Regions from separate parts of the Mus musculus genome. Here regions 2 and 3 are each linked to region 1. Evidence: chromatin contacts called from public promoter capture Hi-C data. All regions are on one chromosome and are shown on one strand. The core of a region is the stretch at or near the end of the contact, and the rest is flanking DNA. Distances in the headings are between cores, read along the strand shown. Region 1 holds the start of Hdhd5 (haloacid dehalogenase like hydrolase domain containing 5). Region 2 holds the start of Slc25a18 (solute carrier family 25 (mitochondrial carrier), member 18). Region 3 holds the start of Ccdc77 (coiled-coil domain containing 77).

Region 1 (4,287 bases), core at 980-3,479:
GTTGACTGGAGCAAGCAAAGGTCCTAAAAATTCAATTCCCAACAAACCACATGAAGGCTTACAACCATCTGTACAGCTACAGTGTACTCATATACATAAAGTAAATAAAATCTTTTAAAAAAGAAATTAGGGCGTTATGATTTATCTGTAAGTCATAAGATACTTTTGCAAGGTTTTGGTCTGGTTAAGTAAGTTTTGAAGTGATCATTTTTTTAGGATTTAAAGGATCATTAGTATTTTAGTCATTGATTTTTTTGGCGGGGGAGGGGGGGCAGAGGAAGGAGGAGAGTGAGCCAGGGTTTCTCTGTGTGGCCCTGGCTCTTCTGGAACTCCCTCTGGAAAGCAGATTGACCTCCAACTCAGAGATTCACCTGCCTCTGCCTTGAGAGTGCTGGGATTAAAGGCAAGTGCCACCACTGCCCCAAGGTCCCCGGTTTGTTTTTCTGTCTGTTTATTTGTTTGTTTGTTTTAAAAACTTTCTTATGAAAAGCATTGGGAAGGGGTGGAGAGATGGCTCAGCAGTTAAGAGCACCGACTGCTCTTCTGAAGGTCCTGAGTTCAAATTCCAGCAACCACATGGTGGCTCATAACCATCCATAACAAGATCTGACTCCCTCTTCTGGAGTGTCTGAAGACAGAAGTGTCTGCAGTGTACTTACATATAAGAAATAAGTCTTTACAAAAAAAAAAAAAAAAAAAAAAAAAAAAGCATTGGGGAAAAAAAAGTCACAGAGCCAGACTACACAATTCAATGAACTTCCATTCAGGACAGAAGCTGTGGTGTTTTACACTGTCTCTCTCAGATATGTTTTTATGCACGTATCCTGTTGCTTTCAGAGGGACCCTCCCTATTACCAGTTGTATCCAGACTTAGTGCAGGATGGAGTGAAGACTGAGCTCTGAAGATCTGGTGAGGGGTAAAATATGTGTTTTCACAGGGGAGGCTGTCACTAGAACAAGTGTGGGTACATTTAAAACCCTCAGGCTGCTAAATTGGTTTCTTTATATCATCATCATCATCATCATCTAGATAATGTCTTGGGGTGATCCTTCTGCAAGCCTCTGGAGCGCTAGGATAATAGGTATGAGCCACCACCTCACCTATTCCTAAATTAGTTTCTTATTTGAAAAGCGGGAAGAGGTTAAAACAAAACAAAACAAAACAAAACAAAAACCAAACCTGGACAGGGTATCCCCTGACTGGGCTTAGGTGCTGTGTGCTATGGTGGGTTTGACTAACGGCAATACATCTTCCAATTTTTCATCAACAGCAGTTACTCTGATTTATGATCTTAGTCCTCAAAGCTGAGAAGCAATGGACACAACGGAAGTGAGTTAGCGCGGAGTCCTTGTGCATTCCTGACCCTCCAACCCATTCTCTTCGACTCACTACTTTTTTTGGCATGATTATATCCAGGAACAGGTCAAAGACTAAGGAAGAGAGCATCTCACACCTTTCAAACAAAGCGAAGAGAGAGTTCTTTCTGCAGCAGGCTCCTATGTCAGGATGACCAGACTGACTTCCACTGTCCTTGCTCACTGACCTAAGCGTATTCTCTCCTCAGAGTGCTTAGCTGTACACATTACATGTTTGTTGAATCCATTATCTGACTTCTCGGGACAGTGCTCTTTTTTTTTTTTTTTACCTTGTTTCGTACACTGATCCCAGCCTCCCTACCAAGTGTGAATCAAGGAGATCTTTCCTTCCCGGATTTTGGGTCAGAGCCCGCAGGAAGTAGGACTGCCGCGCATGTTTACTGAGTAAAAGATTTTAAAGAGTAAGAAGCAGCACGCCATTCAACATTCTTTGGATGAGGCTCAGAGGATTTAGGTCTCAAAACAATGGTCTTCTTCCCCAATTCAAGGTTAGGCTGCCTTGTTCCACACGGTCACCCCAGCTCCAAAAAGTGCCGAGGAACACGCTCCCGGAAGTCAGCAGGTGCACTGATTGGTCAGGTGTCTGTCCTCCCAGCACGGGTGGCCGCGAGTCGATACTCGCTGACCCCAAGTCTCCTCTCGGGGAAGCGAGGGACCCAGAGCCTCGCCATTCAGTGTCAGGAACGCGCTCTCCGCTCCGAACTCGCAACCCGAGCCCGAGCTCCACGGTCGGACTACAACCCCCGAGAGGCCCTGCGCGGGCGGCCGCTGATTGGTTGCTCGGCTGTGCGTGGGAAGGGGGCACCGGGCTCGAGAGTGGGAGAGACACACAGTCTGCGCGTGCGCGCGACGGGCGCGATGGCTGCGCTCGCCGGGTTAGGGGTTCTCGGCGCCGGGCGCCATCTGTGGAAACTGCCTGTGCGCCTGTCTGCGGGGCTCCAGGGCTGCGGGCCCCGGAGGGGCTACATCGCGGGCAGCGCTGAGGTGAGGACGCATGGGGTCTGCACTCGCAGGGCCTGCGGGCGGGAGGGCCGTGCGGGCCACTGAGCATCCTGGCCTGGGGCCGCCCTCCCGGAGACCGTGGAGCCGCGGAACCCTTCGTCCTTCCCGAAGCGGTGTCCGGGTGCGCACCTTCCACCCGCTGGAAGAGTCCTTGTCCGGAGAAAAACCAACCCCAGGTCAGCCTCGGGTGGGTTCGCAGCTCCTTCCCGCGCGTCAGGAATGTGCCTCAGCAGTTAATTCGTTTCCACTTCTGCTCGAAGTAAGGGTTCGCGGATTCTTATTTCTAAAAAGGTAACTGTTTGAATATGGCCAGTAAACTGTACGGCTCAGGTGTGCAGCCATCAAGGCAAAGGAACTGTTATCATCATCATCATCATCATCATCATCATCATCATCATCATGTGTTGTGTGTATGTGAGACAGAGGGAGAGGGAGAGAGAAAGGAGTAGTAGGCAGGTTAGAGAACAACTTTGGGGTTCTCACCTTCCAGTGTGTGTTATGTGGAACTCATCTTCAGCCTTGTTCAACAAACTTTTAACAGCTTAGCCTTCTTGCTGGGCTTTGATTTTTTTTTTTTTTAATGTGAGTTTCCAAAAATTATGAGAGAGTATGAATTCCATATTTTTATTTTTCAAACAACTAATCACTTCGTTTTGGCGCACCTGCTTCTCTCTCCCGCTTTATGGCTGTAATACTTTAAATCCTGGAGTTTTTATTATTTAAACCCTAAACTGTGTGGGAAGCTTTAAAAGAGGCGTTTTACACTGAACCACAGTGCTATTACCATGCCTAACACACTTCTCTCGACTTATTTTGAAATTATAAGTGAATAGATTTGTTGTGTGTTTGTGTGAGAAGCCACAATACGTTCCCTAACTGACCTGTAGACCAGGCTAGCCAAAAGTCCTTGCTGACCCATCCACCTGCCTCTGCTTCCTAGGTGCTGGTTTTCAGGCATGTGCCACTAGGCCCGCTTTCAGGGATCCAGAGCAGTGTTGCTTGGATTCACAATGGGACAGAAATGAAATTGAACTGCTATCTCAAGGGAAGTGCGTCCCAGCTATCCTTGGGGTCACACAACAGCCATTACTGAACCCCTAGAGGGGTCTAAGCATGGTGTTTATAGAGAAATCCTACCCTCTTAGCTTTTCAGACCTGTATGCTGATTCTCTGTGGGAAGAGTAAGATGAGAAAATCAGACCAAAACTCTGAAAAAAAAAGTAAGGGCTTCTATGGGCCCTCTGAAATTTACCCATGAGTCCTAGGAATTTTTTGAGTTTTTGAGGGAAGGGCTGCAGGAATCCTGAGAGAGCACTGAGTATGAATGAGATATGCCGATTAGAGGAAATAGACTGATTACAAGGGGTGGACCTGAACTCGCCAGAAGCTGAAGCAGGGGATGTGAGCGGTGTGGCCAGATGGAGACCTCAGCCCCTCCCAGAATCCTCACTTAATTCCAGAACAGCCCAAGGAGTGATGAAAAGGGCCCCAGCTTGGCTGCTAGCTCAGTTTGAATTGGAATTCTGGACCCAGCGCTTGTAAAAGCAGCAGAGAAAGAAGCCTTTGACTCATTACTCTCTCAGGAGTTGGTTCTTTGATGGGGGGAAGGAGCTGAGAAAAGAACCCAGGCATCATACAAGTTAGGTAAATAACTGGTCACTTCTTTGTAGCTGATTTTTTTGGTGGGGAGGGATACAGTTTTGCTAGATAACAGGACATTTGGAGAGAGATCCCTCCTCAAAGTTTGGTAGAATAAAGAAAGATACATTTGTTCTGCGCTTGGCCTGGAGCCCAGTGTACTCTCCTGAGCTGAGGTGCAGTGGGATCAGCCTTGGAGACTTTTGACTCTGTATTTCCTGTAAGCGTGAGAGACTTGCTAAGTGTCGCTGGCTGCTATTTCCTGGTGGT
Region 2 (4,287 bases), core at 1,099-3,598, 240 kb before region 1:
TGCTCTGGCCTGACAGGTGTGGCTGGGGGGTGTTACGTACAGGGAGGTTATGTGTATCTCACGAGTGCTTTGATCAATCATTTCTGCTTCTCGGTTGCACACACCTTTGGTTTTCTGAGATGAGGTCTCACTTTGCAGTCTGGCTGGCCTGGAAACCTACCATGTAGACCATGCTGGTCTCAAACTCAAAATCCCAGTGTCTCAGCCTCCAGAGTGCTGGGATAGCAGGCATGCACTCCACTATCAAGCTACACACCAGGCTCCATATACTTTTTGCAGGTAAATATTATTGTTGTTCTTGCAAAGAACTGGACTTCAGTTTCAAGAACTGAATTGGCAGTTTACAATTATGCGTTAACTTGTTGATGACTTCTGTGGGCTCTAAGCAAGAACATGGAGCATACAAAGTCAAACACCCGAACACATAAAAGAAAAACCAACAAATTAAAGAGAGAATTCAGTGAATATTAGTGGCATCCACCTGTAATTCCAGGACTTGAAACCTCAGCCTTCAAATGGTGGGACTACATAAATTGTCATAAGCCCGAAGCCAGCCCTCACTACAGAGTGGCACTGTCTCAAAACCAAAAACTAAACCAAAGGAGGGCTGGGATGTAGTTCAGTTGGTACCTGCCTAGGATCCATGAAGTCCAACCAATCCCCAGAGCACAGGGTGGCAATCAGGAAGTAGAGAAAGGAAAAGCAGGAAATCAAGAATGTATTTGGCTAGAAAGCAAATTTTGGACCTGCTTGGGCTTCATGAGTGTCTCAAATGAAAAACCCAAACCAAATCAAACAAGAAAAAAAAAAAAAAAAGCCGGGGTGACATCACCAGCTAGGAAGGACCCACAGGAGAGGAAGATCAGGGGAGCAGGCAGCTTCAGCTTTGGTTGGCTTTGGTTCGGTTACAGGCAGAGAGAAAGAAGGGTGATGGGTCTGGAAAAGTACAGCAAAGTTAAGAGATGCACCTGAACTCTCTTTAAGCAAATTTCCAGGCAGGATCAAAGGTCTACTTGCTTCCAGAGTGGCCCTGCAAGATCCCAAGTCAGCTAGGAAGGCAGTATTTCCAACCCCCCAGGCCCAATGACCAAGTCTTATGTTACCGGGATACCCTAATGACACAGGTACACAGTCAAGCTTTCCAACTTTCTGGCTGGCTTTCAATCTTGAGTGCATCATGAAAACCAATCTCTTTAAGGCAGGTTTTGTGTAGCCCAGGAAACCAGTAAGAGGCAGTCTGGCAGGAGCTTGTTAACTAAAATGTTGCAGCAGCTGAGGGACTATCATGTATTATTAGTAGGCTGTTAGATAGCAAAGGACTACAGTTTTGATATTAGGGCCACAGTTTGAAAACTTTGAGGTGCAGAGAAAATGGGAAACTGAACTGGACTGAGACCAATGAAAGGAAGACAGCAGGTGGCCTAAGTCAGGGTGGACAGTAAGGGAGTTCGTCAGCTTTGCTATTTCTTCCCAAGTATAGATGAGAGGACATCTGTTACCATTTAGTCAGCAACATAAGCTGCCTTCCATAGTTCTTCAGGAGACGTTAGTGGAGATAGATATATCCGCTAGGTATGAAGGTAAAATTCAGCTCAGATCAGAAAGGTGTAAAGCCCTAGATTTGATGCCAGGTCCTTCCACTATGGGGGTGCTCTTATGGTCTGTGATGCATCATCAAAGAGGGTGTCTCACATCAGGGGGCTGGGCACTTCATGGGCTGATCAGGCAGGAGGAGGAAGGCACAGAACCTACATTTAAACCAGGTTCTAGGTGATGTTTGTTCATAACGTAGGTTACTGTCTGACAGATACCAGGTCAGACTTAACCTGTGCACTGATGTCTGTCCAGGCCAAATGGTGTGAACACACCAAGAACCACCCTGCTGCAATGAGTAACAAACCAGACTTCACCCTCTTCACCTCTGGCTAAGCACCATCCCTTCCAGCACTTTGGTTGCTGTAGGCTGGTTTCCTTCAATGTGTCCCCCTTTACTAACTGAGGAAAGGACAGTAGTCTTTCCTCTGTATTCTGAAGGAGCAGGCAAAGTGCCAGGCAGATGCTGCTCATCAGTCTGCTGGGCCTCAAGTGGATGCAGCAAACTGCGGGAGTGGGGATTCTGTGCTGAGTATGCACAGACATTTTCTCTCGTCAGTGCTCAACAGTACAGCGTGACAGCTCTATACATGGGGTTTTTAAAAGAGACAACAATATACAGGGCCATGTGCATAGATGGTATGCAAATACCAAGTTACATGGGGACTTAAGCACTGGGACTTAGCACTGGGAATTCTGGAACCGATCCCTAAGGACAGCAAGGGCAACTGTACTTACGGACAAGGCGTTTAGGGGTCACTCCACATCTGTGTTTGGTATACTCCAGGCCCGGCTGTGCTGGATCTTGTCTTTGCCTTCCTTCCTATAAAGACTTAACTCTTCCCTAGAGTTAAAACTCGTGATACAATCTGAGGAGCTGGCTTCACTGCTTCAAAACCTCTGCTCAGCCAGACCAGGGTGAATGGTCCTATGTGGTCAGAAATGAGCCCACAGGATGAGCAAGTTGTGGTTTTCCACTCCTCAAATGGTCTCAAGGCACCTGCATTAAAATTCGTGTCATGGAGGCACGGGGGCAGGGACTCCAGGATACAATAGCTCAATCTGGGCATTTCCCAGCTGCCTTCTTGGCTGCTACAGCACTTCACTGTGCACTGAAAGCTTTTGCTAAAACTGCCTCAGGAAACTAGAGGAGTGAGCCTTGTAAGCACAAAGGAGACAGAAACAAATGCACAAACACTGTCCTTTCAAAAGCTCAAGGAACTGAATCCAGGGCAACAGATCAACAAGGCCAAGCTACCAGAGCGAAGTGGGGGGTGAGGACAGGGAAGTCTGCCCTGACAGGCAGCAGCATCGGTGCTCAGAGCTTTGCCACTCCTGGCCGAGCTGGAAGGATTTACAGCCACCCAGGAGAAAAGAGCCACAGCCAAAGACACCATGTACATAATAGCCACAGATCATAAGCCATTCCCCTTCCAGAAGACTCCAGCTAGGTATTTCTCCGTTATTAATATTTTCAGGGAGAGATCAGAACAATACTGCACAAACAAGTTTTAAAATCAAGCTCACTAGTAGTAGAAGATAGTATTTTTTGTTGTATACAGGATTTAGCATTGTTTCGTCAAAATGATTTGTGTAGAATAGACACTTTCTTTTGAGATAGGATCTTGTGTATCCTAAGCTGTAAGCTATGTATACAAGAGGACTTGATTTTGAGCTTCCTGCCTCTCTGACACACACCCAGCTTCATCTGGAGTTGGAAGTTGGAACTTGAGGCCTCACACACAGTATAGACACTCTTTTTTGTTTGTTTTTTGAGACATGGTTTCTCTGTATAGCCCTGGCTGTCCTGGAACTCACTCTGTAGACCAGGCTGGCCTCGAACTCAGAAATCCACCTGCCTCTGCTTCCCGAGTGCTGGGATCAAAGGTGTGCGCCACCACACCGGCCGCAGACACTCTTATCAATTGATCTACATCAAGTTCTAAGAATTAAGTTCTATTTTGTTTACAGTAGATCTATTTTTAATTGACATACAGGATTGTACATGTAAATGACTGCCTGTATCTTATATGCACAATGGAAGTCAGAACTGAGCACTGGATCTCTTGGAACTGGAATTGCAAGCAGTTGTGAGTTGCTCTGTGGGTACTGGGAGAAGCAAGTACTTTTAACACTGAGCCATTCCTCCAGGCCCACAGCTAAATTCTTAGTAATCTGGCTTTCCCTGTTGAGGAATTATGTAATATGGGGGTTTTGGGTGGAGAATAAGTTAGGCTCCCAAGTTTCTATTTTCTAAGGGACAGTAGGGTGCACAAGGAAGCAGCTGTCTGGATGCCTAAGGCATGATGCAACTGGGCTGGGTTTCTGAGAGGCTGGTGCATGGGGCTGGCAGCCAGTGACTTGCCATCCCACTCCAGGCAAACAGAAACCACCACCATCAGAGAGAACAATGTGACCAGCATAGTACACACCTAGGTTTCCTAAAAGTGTTCATCCTAAAGCTTACTTTGTTCCAGAAATTACATAGACATGCAACCACACTAGAAAATAAAGTGACACAGCGTATTTTATAGAAGAAATGCCCTTTTCTATTGTGTAACGTTCTCAGGACTGGGTTGTTTTACTTTTGTATGTTTTGAAGAGGCCTTGAGCTGGAGAGATGGCTCAGCAGATGAAAATGTTTACCTTTTTAAGCCCACCAATCTGAGTTTGAGCCCCAGAACCCATGTGAAG
Region 3 (4,287 bases), core at 695-3,194, 170 kb after region 1:
GAAGGAATGAACCATGCTTTTTTTTTTTTTTTTTTTTTTTTTTTTTTGGTTTTTTCGAGACAGGGTTTCTCTGTGTAGCCCTGGCTGTCCTGGAACTCACACTGTAGACCAGGCTGGCCTTGAACTCAGAAATCCGCCTGCCTCTGCCTCCCGAGTGCTGGGATCAAAGGCGTGCGCCACCACACCCGGCTGAACCATGCTTTTAAAAATAGTATTTATGCTATAATTTATACCATAATATTAAAATTTTAGATTTACTTCATGAGTGTTTTGTCTGCAGGTATGTATGTGCCTACTGCCCACAATAGGAGGTCAAAAGACTGGGACTTGTCTCCAGTCAAGGGATTACATATTCAAATGTTATGTCTAGTCAGTCTCATTTAAACATCAGGAGGATATATGAAGAGCTGAGGGTGGTGGCTCATGCCTCTAAACCCAACACTAGTTGGGGAACCCTGTCTCAGCAACAAAAGAGGATATATAAAAGGAAGTTACACAAGAAAGGATCAATTCTGCAATGCATAGTAGCATTACTTTAAAATTTGGAAAGCTTGAAAATTGAAGCTTTTATGCCTATGTCAACTTCAGTGGCTCACTGATAAGTGTACACAATTTTTTCAATATGATATTTCAAATATCATTGGTTTTCCTATTCATGTCATAGGAAAGGATAAAGAGAAAGTTTATAGTTTTTCCTTCTTTGTTATTCTATTTTGGTTAGTCCCTGGGAAATTCTTGGAGTCAGGCTTGGGTGAGAAGTATAGTTCAGTGGTAGAATACTTGTTTACCATTAAGTAACCATGATTCCTTTTTTGGTTTTGTTTTGTTTTGTTTTGTTTTGTTTTGTTTTGTTTTGTTGAGACAGGGTTTCTCTGTATAGCCCTGGCTATCCTGGAACTCACTTTGTAGACCAGGCTGGCCTCGAACTCAGAAATCTGAGGCCTGCCTCTGCCTCCCGAGTGCTGGGATTAAAGGCATGTGCCACCACGCCCGGCAGGACCATGATTCCTGAAGCCTTAGTTCAGTCGCAGGGTGAATCCAATGACTGAGCAAACAAGCAAAGAGCCATTAAAATGTGTTTGGAGTCAGAGGTGATGAGCTATAATACCTCTCTGTGTGTTTGTTTTGTTTGTTGTTTGTTTAAGGGTGTAGTTCTGCCCTAGAACTTGCTGTGTAGACCCAGCTGGCTGCCCCTGCCTCCCATACACTGGGCTTATGCCTGAGTCCCAGAATTTGAGGGTAGATGCAGGAGGATCTCTGAGGCTTCTACACAGCAAGATCCAAGCTAAACTGGATACATAGTGAGTCCTGGTTTGGTTCCTCACACCCATATGGTGGCTCACAACCATCCCTCTTTAATTACATCTAAGCTAAGGCATAGAAAACTCTGTCTCCTCCTCTCCTCTCCTCTCCTCTCCTCCCCTCCCCTCCCCTCCCCTCCCCTCCCCTCCCCTCCCCTCCCCTCCCCTCCCCTCAAACTCCTGATCCTTTTTATGTCCCTTCTCAGGAATTGGGATTACAGGCTTTTACAACTCCGTAGGATTTGTAGAACGTTTCTTAGGCTCACTTGAAACAAACTAAAGGCTCACTCGAAACAAATGATAATGTGTACTAAACTCTCCGAGGAGTTCTCGTGATTATGTATGTCATTTATGCAACAGGTTTCATTAAAGGAAAATAGTTAAGTGAGTTTAGACTGAGTTGTCAAAACGAGTTCTAACAGCCAAGGGATACTTACCTCCCCCCTCCACACGCATTCTGTCTTTGCGCAATGCTGTGTGCAGAAGAGAAACTACACTTCCCAGGAACCTCTGCCGGTGAGGCGCAAGGCAAGATGGGAAGTACTGCTGGGTGAACAACCGTCCTATTGGTGTGCAACCTAAAAGGCCGCCTGAGCTCGTGAGCGATTGGTAGGATTTTGTAGATGCTCGCTGATTTGAGTTGTTTTTCGGTTGCGTTGTTGGACGCCAGGGGTTAGCACTTGGTGAGTGTGGATTTCAGGGAAAGGGTGAAAGTTTTTTGGGGAGTAAATATGGTGGGATAAAAGCCTTAGTAATCAGTGCGGAAGGGAGCTACAGGAGACTAAACCTAGGGCCAGTCAAGGAAAGATTGTCTGTAAAAAGAGAAGTTTCCGGGACGCGGAGAGCTTTAAGAATGACTGAGCAAAGATCTGCTCAAGAACTGTATGAACTTGCCAGAGAACAGGATCCAGACGTCCTGAGATGGACGGAGTTCCGTCTCCGTCTTCCTCCCACTTGCTTAAGCTTCGATTTCCTCGTTTGAAAAATAAGGGATAATAAAAATACTTCAGAAAGTGGTTATGCGGGTAAATACGACTTTTTAGGGACGGGGTTGTGGCCAATATGTAGAGTGTTTGCTTAGCACGCCTGTGCCCTCAATTCGATCTCTTACACCTACAAAACAGAAACCCATCACCTTTTATATAAATAGAGGCATTCCTGCCTTGCAAGGTAGGATTAAGATGGCTTCTGTCTGCCTGGAAGATAGGTTATCATAGTAAAACTGCAAATACAGGCATTTATCAGTGAGGGGGGAAAAAAAGCTTTTAAATTTTTTTAATTATTCGTTTTTGTTTTTTGATTCGGGAATCTTACTCTGCAGCCCACGTGGGCTTGCAGTTCACTATATGTACCAGACTGGTCTCAAACTCTTGGCATTATACTCTTGTCTCGGTCTTCTGAGTGTTGGGAGTACAAGTACACAATCAGTTTATGGTTTTTCTGTTGTTTATTTGAGACAAGACCTTGCTCTGTTCCGGGCTTGCCTGGAATTCAACTCTGTACCCTAGGCTGCCCTCAATGTTGGGTGATCTTCCCAGTGCTAGCTTTTAATGACAGATGCCACTACAATTGGCTTTCTAGATCGTCTTGAATGGAAAAACTCAAGAAAGAGATGGAAGAAATAGTATTTAAGATGAATTTTACATGCAGAATACACTTGATTAAGTGAATTTACTAGAGTTGTGGAAGGAGTTATAATTGAACTGCCAGGAAGCTCATGAGCAAAGGCATAGAACCAAGAACATTATGTGCCTCTGGCGTGGTGTATAAGCTTTTAATCCCAGTGCTCGGGAGCCAGAGGCAGGCAATCTCTGTAAGTTTTAGACCAGCCTGGTTTACATAGTTCCAAGCCAGCCGTAGTGAGATCCTGTCCAAAAAAACAAACAAAAAAAACATTTTATAAAAACAGGGTATATCTGGGGAAAGAGATAAAAATAAGTCAGGGAAGAGAGGTTAGGCTCTAAAATAGAAAGTTCTGAATTCTAGGCTTTATTTAATGTTCGTGTCTGTAAGTAGCCACTTGTCAGCTTGTGATTTTTTTGTTTTGTTTTGTTTGTTTGTTTGTTTTGTTTTTTTTGGAACAAGGTATCTATCACTATATAATGCTGGTTGTCCTGGAACTCAGGCTGGATATGAGAATCTAGAAAAGTATGGCCTAACCTTTCCCTTAAATCATTAGACAGGGGCTAGAGGGACGGTTCAAGTGTTTGAGAACACAGGCAGCTCTTCCAAGGGACCTGGGTTTGATTCCCAGCACCCACATGGCAGCTCACAGTAAACATGCATCTAGTGCACAGACACACATGCAGGGAAAACACCCATACACATAAAATAATCATATTTTTAAAATTATTAGAGCCAACAGTATAAAAATGGTATAAGAGGACTCAGCAGGTTGAGGTGACAACTTGAGGCTGACCCTCCTAGAGATACCAGGGAGTAGGGAGAGAAAGCTGACTCTTTAGATGTACATACATGCCCACATACACACACACACACACTCAAATACACACACACACTCTTAAAAAACCAAGATGATCTTTCCTCCTCAGTTACTTGTTGTCAGTTAAGATGGAAATTATAATCATACAGATTTTTTTTCTGCTGTTTTTTAATTTTTGTTTTGTTTTCCTGGTGCTAGAGGATTAGAACCCTGGGCCTCACATATCCTGGGTAATCTTTGTCAAAGATAAAAAGTAGAAAAAGCAAGTCAAACAAAGTACTTTTGGCTCTCTGTTCATTCTAAATTTGGCATGACAGTCTCCTTAATTTCCATGGACTATATTGCTTATTTTTAAAAGTTTTTTTAAATTTATTATTGTGTTTATGTGTGAGTATGTAGAGGTCGGAGGACAACTTTGTGGGGGTTTTGTTTGTTTGTTTTGTTTTGTTTTTTCGAGACAGGGTTTCTCTGTATAGCCCTGGCTGTCCTGGAACTCACTTTGTAGACCAGGCTGGCCTCAAACTCAGAAATCTGCCTGCCTCT

The links. Promoter capture Hi-C pulls out the DNA fragments that hold promoters and counts their contacts.
Region 2: a promoter capture Hi-C map of neural stem cells shows a contact between it and region 1. The contact joins the promoter of Slc25a18 here to the promoter of Hdhd5 in region 1. A contact is called at or near these places in 19 of 39 promoter capture datasets (the 3T3-L1 cell line, 3T3-L1-derived adipocytes, the C10 cell line and 12 more), 5 of 15 datasets of contacts at CTCF or cohesin (embryonic stem cells, large pre-B cells, pro-B cells and 1 more), 10 of 484 Hi-C or Micro-C datasets (embryonic stem cells, extraembryonic endoderm stem cells, palatal mesenchyme and 2 more), 21 of 115 datasets of contacts at active chromatin or transcription factors (astrocytes, cardiomyocytes, differentiating embryonic stem cells and 12 more) and 5 of 9 other capture datasets (adipose tissue, embryonic stem cells, liver and 2 more).
Region 3: a promoter capture Hi-C map of pre-B cells shows a contact between it and region 1, with 6 times the contacts expected there. The contact joins the promoter of Ccdc77 here to the promoter of Hdhd5 in region 1. A contact is called at or near these places in 15 of 39 promoter capture datasets (the 3T3-L1 cell line, 3T3-L1-derived adipocytes, the C10 cell line and 9 more), 7 of 484 Hi-C or Micro-C datasets (CD4 T cells, CD8 T cells, the N1E-115 cell line and 2 more), 3 of 115 datasets of contacts at active chromatin or transcription factors (effector CD8 T cells, memory CD8 T cells and pancreatic cancer cells) and 3 of 9 other capture datasets (adipose tissue, liver and pancreatic islet).

What each region holds. Positions count from the first base shown.
Region 1 is chr6:120,529,241-120,533,527 of GRCm38.p6, reverse strand. It overlaps Hdhd5 (haloacid dehalogenase like hydrolase domain containing 5), which reads left to right and starts at 2,229. Exons shown (of 8, transcript NM_144815.2): 1 at 2,229-2,361. The coding sequence starts at 2,236.
Region 2 is chr6:120,771,829-120,776,115 of GRCm38.p6, reverse strand. Slc25a18 (solute carrier family 25 (mitochondrial carrier), member 18) reads right to left here and starts at 2,348. Exons shown (of 10, transcript NM_001081048.2): 1 at 2,332-2,348.
Region 3 is chr6:120,355,024-120,359,310 of GRCm38.p6, reverse strand. Ccdc77 (coiled-coil domain containing 77) reads left to right here and starts at 1,944. Exons shown (of 12, transcript NM_001381936.1): 1 at 1,944-1,984.